Linked DNA regions of Mus musculus: region 1 is linked to region 2. The links are chromatin contacts, called in public Hi-C maps. All regions are on one chromosome and are shown on one strand. Each heading gives the region's core, a stretch centred on a gene start, on an enhancer-like site or on the middle of the called end of the contact. The rest is flanking DNA. Distances are from core to core; before and after follow the strand shown. Region 1 overlaps Shank2 (SH3 and multiple ankyrin repeat domains 2). Region 2 has its middle 29 kb from the start of Mir6404.

Evidence for each region. Hi-C and Micro-C count contacts between places; a contact is called where the count stands out from the background.
Region 1: a Hi-C map of cerebral cortex shows a contact between it and region 2, with 2.4 times the contacts expected there. The contact joins two enhancer-like sites. A contact is called at or near these places in 10 of 484 Hi-C or Micro-C datasets (the HL-1 cell line, cerebellum, cerebral cortex and 4 more).

Annotation. Positions count from the first base shown.
Region 1 is chr7:144,206,020-144,211,539 of GRCm38.p6, reverse strand. The region is part of intron 4 of Shank2 (SH3 and multiple ankyrin repeat domains 2); the gene reads right to left. Among named protein-coding and RNA genes, the nearest start is that of Shank2, 33 kb to the right of the region's middle. Within about 2 kb of position 3,504, at least 24 of the 459 cell types and tissues checked have an H3K27ac peak or open chromatin away from gene starts, as enhancers often do. A contact at or near this core is called in cerebral cortex and cortical neurons, where this site is marked.
Region 2 is chr7:143,901,903-143,907,090 of GRCm38.p6, reverse strand. No RefSeq gene overlaps it. Among named protein-coding and RNA genes, the nearest start is that of Mir6404, 29 kb to the left of the region's middle. Within about 2 kb of position 1,255, at least 11 of the 459 cell types and tissues checked have an H3K27ac peak or open chromatin away from gene starts, as enhancers often do. A contact at or near this core is called in cerebral cortex and cortical neurons, where this site is marked.

The DNA of each region.
Region 1 (5,520 bases), core at 2,255-4,754, 300 kb before region 2:
GCTGACATCACATAGCTAGACATGCCATTAATAGGACTTTTTCTTTTCCTTTCCTTTCTTTTCTTCTTTCTTTCTTTTCCTTCCCTCCTTCCTTCCTTCCTTCCCTCCTTTCTTTATTTCTTTTTTTTTGAGGGGGCCTCCTTCATCCTCTACTAGAACATAAAATGTGATGGCTAGAATCTGTGCACCCAGCTTGAACCATGGGGCAGCTTATTAAGGATTTCAGAACAGCAAGAAAAGAAGACACTGGGTCCCTGTAAGTTTAGCATCTCTGTTCCATCTCTGGGCTGTCTCCTTCTGGAACAGAGAAAAGACAAACTCTATCTCATTCAAACCACAGCTCCTTGGTGCTTTTCTGCTGTGAGTAAAGCCAGTCCAATATAGTATGGACGTTGTGGATACACAGCCAGCAAGTCACAGGTACTTTAGCAGAGGGCAAGGGCTAGGGCAGAAGAGAAGAGCAGGCCTGTACAGGGAGGGAGACTTGGGGTTTACATCAGTTTTAAAGCATCTTGAGGTCTAAAGCACTATTCTCCCAAATATCAAGTAGTTTCTACTTTAAGCAACCACAGAGCCGGGCCAACTAAACTCAGCCCCCAGCACATGGACACAGCTCTGACCACAGCACCATGTCATGGAGGAGTGTTCCCCGCTCACTAAATGTACCTGTCAGTTTCTTTGGTGTTTCATAACAACTGTTTCATCACCTAATTTTAGTGGCAACGCTTCTGCTCCCATCAGTGATCGCTTGGGGAAGCTTCTGGGATTCTTGGCAGACAAAACGACAAGCAAGTTTTCAGCGGCAGAAGCCGGCTGATTCTTAGCCACACTGAATTCTAAATCTGTGTCACGTTCCTTAGAAAATAACTAGCTGTCTCTAAGACACGCTGTCATTCTTCTGGTTTCCATGGCAGGAGTCTAGAGTGGGCCTACTGTGTGCCAGGTGGGGACATGGGATGATGCCAGGTAAGTCCTGCCCTGGGGAGCGCACAGATGAGGACAAGCAGACAGATGTGGCTATGCCTTTATGCCAGGGATATGAAGATAAGTGCCAGGCCAGGCCTGAAAGCTCTGCCCAAGAGACAGCAGCCATAGGTGGCTTCCTTTGTAGGAAGATACAAGAACTTTGGGGTTGGGGAGATAGTTCATTTGTTAATGTGTTTGTTGCACCAACAAGAGGACCCGACTTTAAGTCCAAGGACCCTTTTGAAAAAGGGTCAATGCATGACTAGAGAGATGGATTAGTGGTTAAGATAACTGGCTGCTCTTCCAGAGGGCCTGGTTCAGTTCCTAGCACTCACAAGGCAGCTCACAACTACCTGTAACTCATAGTTCTCTGATGCCTTCCTCTGGTCTCTCAGGATCTTGTGTGTGCATGATTTACATAAAATCCCAGAGGGCTTGGGGGTTGGGGGTGCTGAGCCTGCAGGGGAGGGGACCTCTAGCCTTCCCCTTCTCTGCTGAGGTAGGAAGGGTCAGCCAGGGCAGCCCAATGGGAAGAGCATTGGCACAAACAAATAAATAAACAAACATGTAAATTAATTAATTAATTTTTTAAAAAGGTTGCTGGACATATTGCCACATGCCTTTAATCCAAAGAACTCAGGAAGCAAGAACAGGCAGATGTCAGCCTGGTCTGCATAGTAAGTTCTAAGGCAGCCTGGGTTATATATATAGTATAGCTGCAAGCCTAGACCCAAAGAGGAAGAGATAGGTGTATTCCTGGGGCTTACTGGGTCTAGCCTATTACTTGATGAGTTTTAGGCCAGAGAGAAAGACCCTGTCTCAGATAACAATGTGGAACATGTCCTAAGGAGAAATAGCTGGGGTTGACCAGTTGACCCTATACACACACACACACACACACACACGGGTTGATTTCCCCACATGTATACACACATATGCAAACACAATTTTCTAGCACATAGAAACATTTTTACCATTTCTCAAAAAGTTTAACATGGCAATTCTATTCCCATAAAATTATATACCTTGAAACATTAAAGGCAGGCAATCTAAGTCCTCCTCTGCTGCTGGGCAGATGAGTCCTCAGACATGCATGGAGGGAGGGTCCTGACCTTAGGAAGGAGTTTCACACCTGAAGGGGCTCAGCAGACATGGTGCTGAGTAACAAAAGCCTGACCATGGGGGTCTGAGCTGTCCCAGAGCCAGCAGCCTAATGCAGATAGCTCCTGGTGTGTGGACAGGAGTCCCACCTCACATACAGGATAGATGTTCATGGAGCCTGGATACCCACAGGGCTCTGAGGCAGTGAGTGAGAGGTCATGATCAAGGTAGATAAAGTGCCACTACCTCCTGAGAGACAAAAGAAGAGGGGCCCAAAGAAGCCATAAAAGTCAAGGAGGCCTCTTGTGAAGAAAAGGGGAAGGGCTGGAGGGGTGCTGAGCCTGCAGGGGAGGGGAAGGACCTCTATCCTTCCCCTTTCCTTCTCTGCTGAGTTAGGAAGGGTCAGCCAGGGCAGCCCAATGGGAAGAGCATTGGCACCTGGAACAGCACACACAGCGCTCAGTGCTCTGAGTCTGGGCTGCAGAGAGGTGTGGGATGTCCTGATGCTTTGCTCCTTGTTCAGACAGAAGGGGGCCTTGAACTTCAGGAGGCAGGCTGTCCCTGCAGCCTTTGTTTGGCATCTTAATTTGCAGCCTGCATTCTGATTGTCTTCCAAAGCAAGGGAGATGGTTTCCAACTGGGCCCAGTGAGCTAGTTCAGCTGGTACAAAGGCACTTGCCTCTAAGCTTGACCACTGGAGTTCTCTCCCTGGGCCCCATGTGGTGGAAAGAGATAGTGAACATTTGTAAGCTGGTTTCCCTGCAGGTCTCACTTGTAGGAGAAACAAAGTGGTGGGGACAGCCTGGGGCAGCAAGGAGTGTGGAAAAGAAAAGAGGGCAGGGTGGGAGGGGGCAGTGGCAGTAGCTGCTGCACAAAACAGAGCTGTCACCATTCCAGCAAGGATCTGCATGACATTTCTGGGTAGACCTGGCTAACCAAGGATCTGCATGACATTTCTGGGTAGACCTGGCTAACCAGATGGGTGGAAGGGAGTCCTGAGTATTCGTATTTGCTTAAGCCCCTGTGTGAGAGGTAACTCTCCCTTCATCCCCTGCATCTGCCCTTGGTGTCATGGTACCCTCTGGGATAGGGTGAGCATTCTGCTGCAGGTAGAGGGCACCCCTATATCTCTATATCTCCCTTACAGACCCTTCCTAGGTGATGGCCACTTATCATCAGCCTGTACCAGCCTCCTCAGCAGGCCCAGATTCACAGGAAAATATGGCCTTTCCCCAAATGTCACCCAATGTCAGACTTCCTGCCTGGAATCCAGCTCCAGGCATCAGGCAGCCTCTGTTGGCCAGTAGGGGGTAGGAGAGTAAGTGACTACATGCCTTTTCTGCCTGGAGGGGGAGCACTGCCTGCATCAGGCCAGGGAACCTCAGCTCCTGGAGAAAGTGGGTCAGCCGACTCCCTCAGCGGCCACAGCTCTGCTGCTCTCCTTTGCTCTTGGAAGCGGCCCCGTTTGGATGACAAATGAGGCAGTCACCCTGGCAATCAGACTCCTTCTAGGACTGTCCACGAGGGAAGCCGGAGTTTCAGGAATGGGAACTGGGTCAGGTCGTCACCAGGGCTTTGTATCTGTGCCAGAACTCAAGGACAGCTCTGTCCCAAATAGTACAGGAGTCGTGTATCCACCTGACTGCTGGGCAGACACAGTGAGCCTGCATGGAGCATGCCTCGGGCTTCGGTAATGGCGCAGAAAACAGAACGCACACACATGCACATGTGTCCAGATATAAAGGACATGCACACGCGTGTATAGGTGAAAATTGTGTGCACACATGTACAGGTGCAAGCACCAAGTATATGAACATATGTGTAGCTGCACTGTGTGTGTGCACACAAATTCATGTAAATCTAAGTACTACGAATGTACATACATGCAGTTATAAGTGATATCATGCATATACTTATTGTAGGTCTGACTACAGTGAGGACACCTGAACATATTGCAGTTATAAGTCATGTACACACTCATGTGCAGATATGTGTCTATGCATGCATGCCCCCATGAACATGTATGTCACATGCACGTGTGCTCATGTGTATGCACACACTATGGCATGCCTCTGCACCCTGCCATGAATGTGTACACGGGCATCTCTCATCTGGTGTTCTGTGAGGGTTACAGTGCTGCATTTCATGGGGAGGTGCCAGCTGGCTTGCCCGGCGCACGAAGCTGCCATGAGCTCTCTCACTGCCTACTTACACCCAGCTGTGGAAGAACATGTGTGCCAATGGAGCTTCTGGACGGTTCCTAGCAGCTGGACAGAGGATCTGGACCCTCAGGAAAGGTCCTCTAGCTGAGAGTCTGGTGTGTGACCCTCAGGGAGAGAGTTCTAGTCTATGCTGCTCAGCCCTCTCTTCTTCCTTTGCCTTGGGAGTCCTCCAGTAAGATGAAGTGTCAGAACCTGCTGTAGTCAAACAAAGAGCACACTTACATCTTGGCCCACTAAGTGCGGATGACAAGGGAATCTACTAAGTTGTGGAAGTCAATAGCATGTGTGGAGCAGCTACACCAGACTGAGTGGCATTTGTAGGGGAGCTGGCAGCATTGTGTGCAGATATAACCTAAGGCAAACACACACACACACACACACACACACACACACACACACACACACATTACAGATGCTCTAATCAAAGCAAAGAACCTGAAGGATGGGGCTGTTACAAGTGCTGAGGCCTTGGTGCACAACCTCAGCTCTGGCTGAGAGTGGATGAAGCTGCTTTTCCCCCACAGTAGATTAGCAACTCACTAAGTGCATGAGCTGGACACATACCCCAGCAGCCAGGCACCTCCACGGTCCACGCCTGCCTTTCCCACCAGCGTCGTAGCCAGCTCTAGAGGCACTTAGAACAGATGACCTTTAATCTGTGTGTTCCTCCCCAGAGGTCTACTGGTGAAGATCTCTAGGGATCCATGGAGGGACCTTGGGGCCAGCAAAACCTGATGACAAGTTTGTGAGACCTGGCGCAGGGAGACAGCAGGGCCCTTTGTCCAAAACAGTAGGAATTTCAACAGCATCAAATAAGCATGAAGCAGGTGGCGTGTGGGATGGCTGGGAAGCTAAGCTTTCCTGGCTCAAGAACAGGTATATTCTGTCTCCCACGACTGTGCTTCAGCACCCATGGAAGGTCCCATTTTTATAAGGCTGTAAAGAACTAAGCCATACTCCTCTTGACCTCTTGAGCACCCTAGGAGAGGGGGGGGGAGAGGGGGAGAGAGAGAGAGAGAGAGAGAGAGAGAGAGAGAGAGAGAGAGAGAGAGAGGCTACATCCAACCTAGGTACCTGCCCACATAATATTGTACTTTGCTTCAGCAAAGTAGCATTGTGCCTACAGTTCGAAGAACTTTTTCCAGCACGGGGGTGTGTGTGACTTTCACAGAGCCACAGAGCAAAGCTACTCACCAATGCCAGTCACAGCCAACCACAGCCTGGCAGGCCC
Region 2 (5,188 bases), core at 6-2,505:
TTTTGGATCTGTTGTTGAAGAAATCTAGACAAGAAGTTTAGGAGGCAGGGTGTCACAAAAAGGAGACAGAGGGTTAAGAATTTCATACCGGGCTGACAGCTATCTACTGGCGAGAGGCGTGGAGCTGTTTCTTATGTTTTTGGAGACCCATCTGGAGCTGTTGGATCTTATTTTTTACTATACCCAACTGGCTGACAGAAAAGCAACACTCCTTCCTAAGGAAAAGGCAAAGACCACCTCTCTCTACTGTTAGTAGATCTGATCCTCGATGGTGTTTTAGCACTGTGGCAGCCAGTGAGTCTGCTTGGTCCCACAGGGTGAGGATGATCTGAGCCACCTGTTCGAGATCCTGGATGAACTTAGAGCAAAACTGATAATACTTAGGGAAGTGGTCAGTCCTCTTCCCCAGTGTCTATTCCCAGGGCTGCCAAGAAGGGTAAGACCTGAACTTCTTGTTTGCCATATGTCTTAGTCAGGGTTTCTATTCCTGTACAAACATCATGACCAAGAAGCAAGTTGGAGAGGAAAGGGTTTATTAGCTTACACTTTCCACATTGTTGTTGATCACCAGAGGAAGTCAGGACTGGAACTCAAGCAGGTCAGGAAGCAGGAGCTGATGCAGAGGCCATGGAGAGATGTTATTCACTGGTTTGCTTCCCCTGGCTTGCTCAGCTTGCTTTCTTATAGAACCCAAGACTACCAGCCCAGGAATGGCACCACCCACAATGGGCCCTCCCCATTTGTTCACTAATTAAGTAAATGCCTTATCACTGGATCTCATGCAGGCATTTTCTCAACTGAAGCTCCTTTCTCTGTGATAACTCCAGCCTATGTCAAGTTGACACACAAAACCAGCCAGAACACCATACCGTGCCACTCTAAATCCTGTGATGGGAACCAGCAAGGGTTCTTCACCAAGTACCACTCCTAGTTTTGAGGAAAAGAACACCAGGACGTGAGTTCCTAGATCACCCAGAGGCTAGGCAATGGTACACTGGAGCAGAGGATTGAGGTGTTGCAAACATTCGGACATGTGGGCTGGGTGGTAGTACTCAGGGTCAGGATGTTATACAGTCTGTGGAATCCAGTGTGCCTCAAGTGTGTCCCTGAGGAGTTAAAGCAGTCTACAGCAGCAAGAGGGATGGAAGGGCTTAAGAAAGCTACAAGACTTAGCAGGCAGCTCCTAAGGACAGGAGGCAAGGAAACCGGGAGGGTTCCAATATGAGAGGAGCGAGTGTCTTAGTAACTAGACAGCTGCCCACGCAGTGGAGAGGTTTGGAATTGGCATCCATGCCTCCCACTTGGTGTATTCTGTCAATGCCACCAATCAGCTGGCCTGCCAGCTTGAGGGAGGAGCTTCCAGTTGGTGAGCTGTGCAGTATACTAGGGCAACAGGGGCTGTGGTACCCTGCTCCAGATCCTCCTTAGCCATCATTCAGCCTGAAGCTGCTCAGAAGCATGGCTCTGCCAACAGAGGCAAGCTGGAGGGTGAAGGGTGTATGTTCCCTTTCTCCATGATCAGCATGTTTATCTTCTAAAGTAAAGATCAGCCAGAAGCCTACAGGTCCCTCAAGGCCCCATCACAGCTGTGGGAGCCAGCTCTACAGACTATGCTGGACTTTCTCCTGAGGGGAACAGCTGGACATCCTGGCCTAGCTGGCAGCTTTGAAGCTTCCCCATGGACAGAGAGGGACAGATGGTGGACCTCCGCTCATCCCTCTCCCAGCTCCCAAAGGCACTTAGCTGTGCAGAGGCACATGGATGCAGATGGCCATGGCAGGAGGCTCTCTGCCTGCCTCTGCAGCCCAAGTGGCTGCACAGTCCTGGGGACCTTGAGCCCAAACTCATAGAGGATCAGGGTATCTGAAAGGTTTGTCCCCACTTCCTGCATTGTAGACTCTTGAGTGGACTTCTGTTGAGTTCTGGCTCTGAGTGGGAGTGGGTGGGGGTTGGGAGAGTGCACTGCAACCCATGGGCTTTAGCATGAGCTGGGCCACAGTTGGGTGGGAGCAAGCAGCCCTGTGGAGTCTCTAAGCCTGAGCCAGACTCCTCTAATAGCAGTAAGATATCACAAGCCAATTCTGGTGTGGCCCTTATTCTCAGTGGGATAATCTCACCACCCCCCACTCACCAGTGAGGCCACAAGGTGAAGTTTGGCTCAGGGCCACACATGAACCATCACAGCCTGGCTCCACTAGAGCAACCTGCCCTGGGTGCCCTGGCTATAGTACCTGGATGTTTGCCTGAAAGTCTTCTGCAGAGAGGGGATGCTCAGGTTTGGGGTCTAGAAAAAGCTGTTACATGGGACCTCAGGTGTCTGTGTCAGTTTGTCTTGGAACTGTGATCAGCAATGCTGGGTCCCAGTGGGTCCTTGTCCTAGTTTGGCATCTGTTGTTGTGATAAAACATCAATATCAAAAGAAACTTTGGGAGGAAAGGGTCTGTTTGGCTTATAGGTTATGGTCCATCATCAAGGGAAGTCAAGGCAGGAACCTGGAAGCAGGAACTGAAACAGAGGCCATGGAAGAATGCTGCTTACTGACTTGATCCAAGGCTCACATTGAACCAGCTTTCTCATATAGCCCAGACCCACCACCAAACCAAGTATGACACCACTCACAATGGGCTGGGCTTTTCCACACCAGCAATAATTTAAAAAAAAGTTCCAGACATTCCCATAAGCCAATCTGATGGAGGTAATTCCTCAATTGAAGTTCCTGCTTCTCAGTGGGCCAAGTTGATAACCAAGTGTAACTACCATAGTTGCCATCCTCAGATCTGCACTCATAGATATCCTCACTCCAGCAAAGGGGCTCTCAACTGACCCTTACCACTGTGAGCAAAGATATTACACAAAAACAGCACCTGTGCTGTGAAGGTGGTACCTGCGCATCTCCTGCCCGCCCCTTCCCCCATCAAATACAATGGCTGACATCTGGACATGGTTGTTGGTGGTTAAATGTCACAGGGATGTTACTGACAGCAGGATACAGGCTTTGAAGTCAAGCCTGTTACCCTCACTTGTGCAGAGAGGCCCAGGGATCAAGCAAGGCTAATGTCCACTTAGGTCCCTGAAACAGCCACCCTGGCAGCCTTCCACTGTCTCTCACTGGTGTCATCTGGTGTGTGTGTGTGTGTGTGTGTGTGTGTGTGTGAGAGAGAGAGAGAGAGAGAGAGAGAGAGAGAGAGAGAGAGATATTCACATAAGAAAGTGGCTGAGGAAGGCACTTGACACCAACACTAGCCTACACACACACTCATTCATGCATATGCACATGTACACATATGTATGTGTGTACACAAAGCATTTCAAGACAAGGGGATAGAGAGATGGCTCAGGGCTTAAAAGCACCAGCTGCTCTTCCAGAGGACCCAGGTTCATTACCCAGCATGGTAGCTCACAACCACCTGTATCTCCAGTTGCAGGGATCTGTCATATTGTTTTCTGGCCTCAATGGACACTGCACCTATATAGTGTATAAATATACATCCAAATAAACACTCTGCCAAGGATTTCCCAGCATCCAGTTCCCAGAGGAAGACAGTGAAAGGAGGGTATGGGGTCGATTGCATGGCCAAAATCCATTTGGCAATTTAACTCTTTCTTTAACTCATTGCTAGTTTGTGGCCAAAAGCTGCTGGCTTTTGGAAATTTAACTCCTGCTTATAGCAGGAGGAAATTAAGGAAAAGGCTTACTTACCTGGGATCTTTTCTTTCTGGTTCAAGGATCCCTGGGCTAGCCAGGCAAGAGAGTCAGAGTTTGTTAACTCTTCCTGAGCCAGAGAGGAAATAAAAAGGAAAACAAGATGAAGGTTAGGCACACAGCCACACGTACTCTCTCTGGCTGGGCCTGACCACCTGTTTCATCAATTTTTACAATGCTCATGCATATTTATATACATATATCTACATATATAGAGACAGACAGACATATACTTATTCATTTGTGGATGGAGCAAAGCCCCGAAAGCCACACTTTATTTATTCTTTCTGAGTTCTTATACCTTCTTAGACAAAGGTTCTTTATAAATTACCTCACAGATAAAATGTTACACGTTTTATACAAGGGGAGTTACAGAAGGATGTTGATATTAAAAGCAGTGTTTCATTCTGTAAGCTCATAAGTTCAAAGCAATGATGTCACATAGCCTTGCTCTATCATAGTGGACACCTGTGGCTTTATCCTTGGACCTAACCTACAATGAGCGTTTTTCCTTTCACAATTTTCACAAGTGTAATTCTCTTCTTAGTGCAATTCATGAAACCTCATTGTATTCCTTATTATGCAGCCTTTACTTACTATTCTGTGAGGAGGGGGAGCATTCTTTTCTTGACTCTAACTTTATTACATCTTTGTGGCAAAACAACTAAAACCATCTCCTAAAACTTTCTTCTTAAATTTATTTGAATCAAATCAGGAATGCTATAATTAATTCATCTAAACAGCATTAATTCATGAATGTTCATCTTCATGTTGATTTGTAGGGAATTTACCCAATAGGGTGGGCTGATACCCAGGAATCACTGGGCTATGTAATAATGACAGGAAAAGCATATCAGCAGTGAGGATCAATCCTGGGACCAAGTCTCCGGGGCTGTGCCTCTCCAGAGTGCACCCATTGCAGCCATGCCAAACTGTGGGCCATCTCCAGGAGACACATTTGCTTGCCATAGCCTTTCCTAGATGGCTTCTGTCAACATAAATAAATAAATATTTGAAAAAAGAATATCTGGATGAGTCATAGTGAAGTCAAGTAAATGAATTTATTGTCTAGACAGATATACAGGGAAAGGATGGATAGCGCACACACCCTCATGGGTACAGGCTTCTTAAGAGAACCCTGCTTAGGTTTTAAAAGGCTATGTGCTTCTGAATCTTTCTGAGTCATATCTCTCTAAGAATACAATTTATGAGGTTTAAAGACTTAATATTTAACTAAAAAGTTTAAGTTAAGTAAATATATATGCACTGCCTTTCTTATTTTTCTTAAAGATCCATACATGAGATTGTAAGCATCAAACTCAAGGGCAGAAGTGTTCTGGTTGGAGGTAAGCATGGTTCATCTGTTGTTTTGAGCATCCTTGTCTGCTGGCTTTAGGAAAATGCACATTATTCTGCAGGCAGTTTTGACTTGATCAGCTGAGTTCTTGTGTCATGATGCTCAGTCAGCAGGAAAGGTGGACCAAG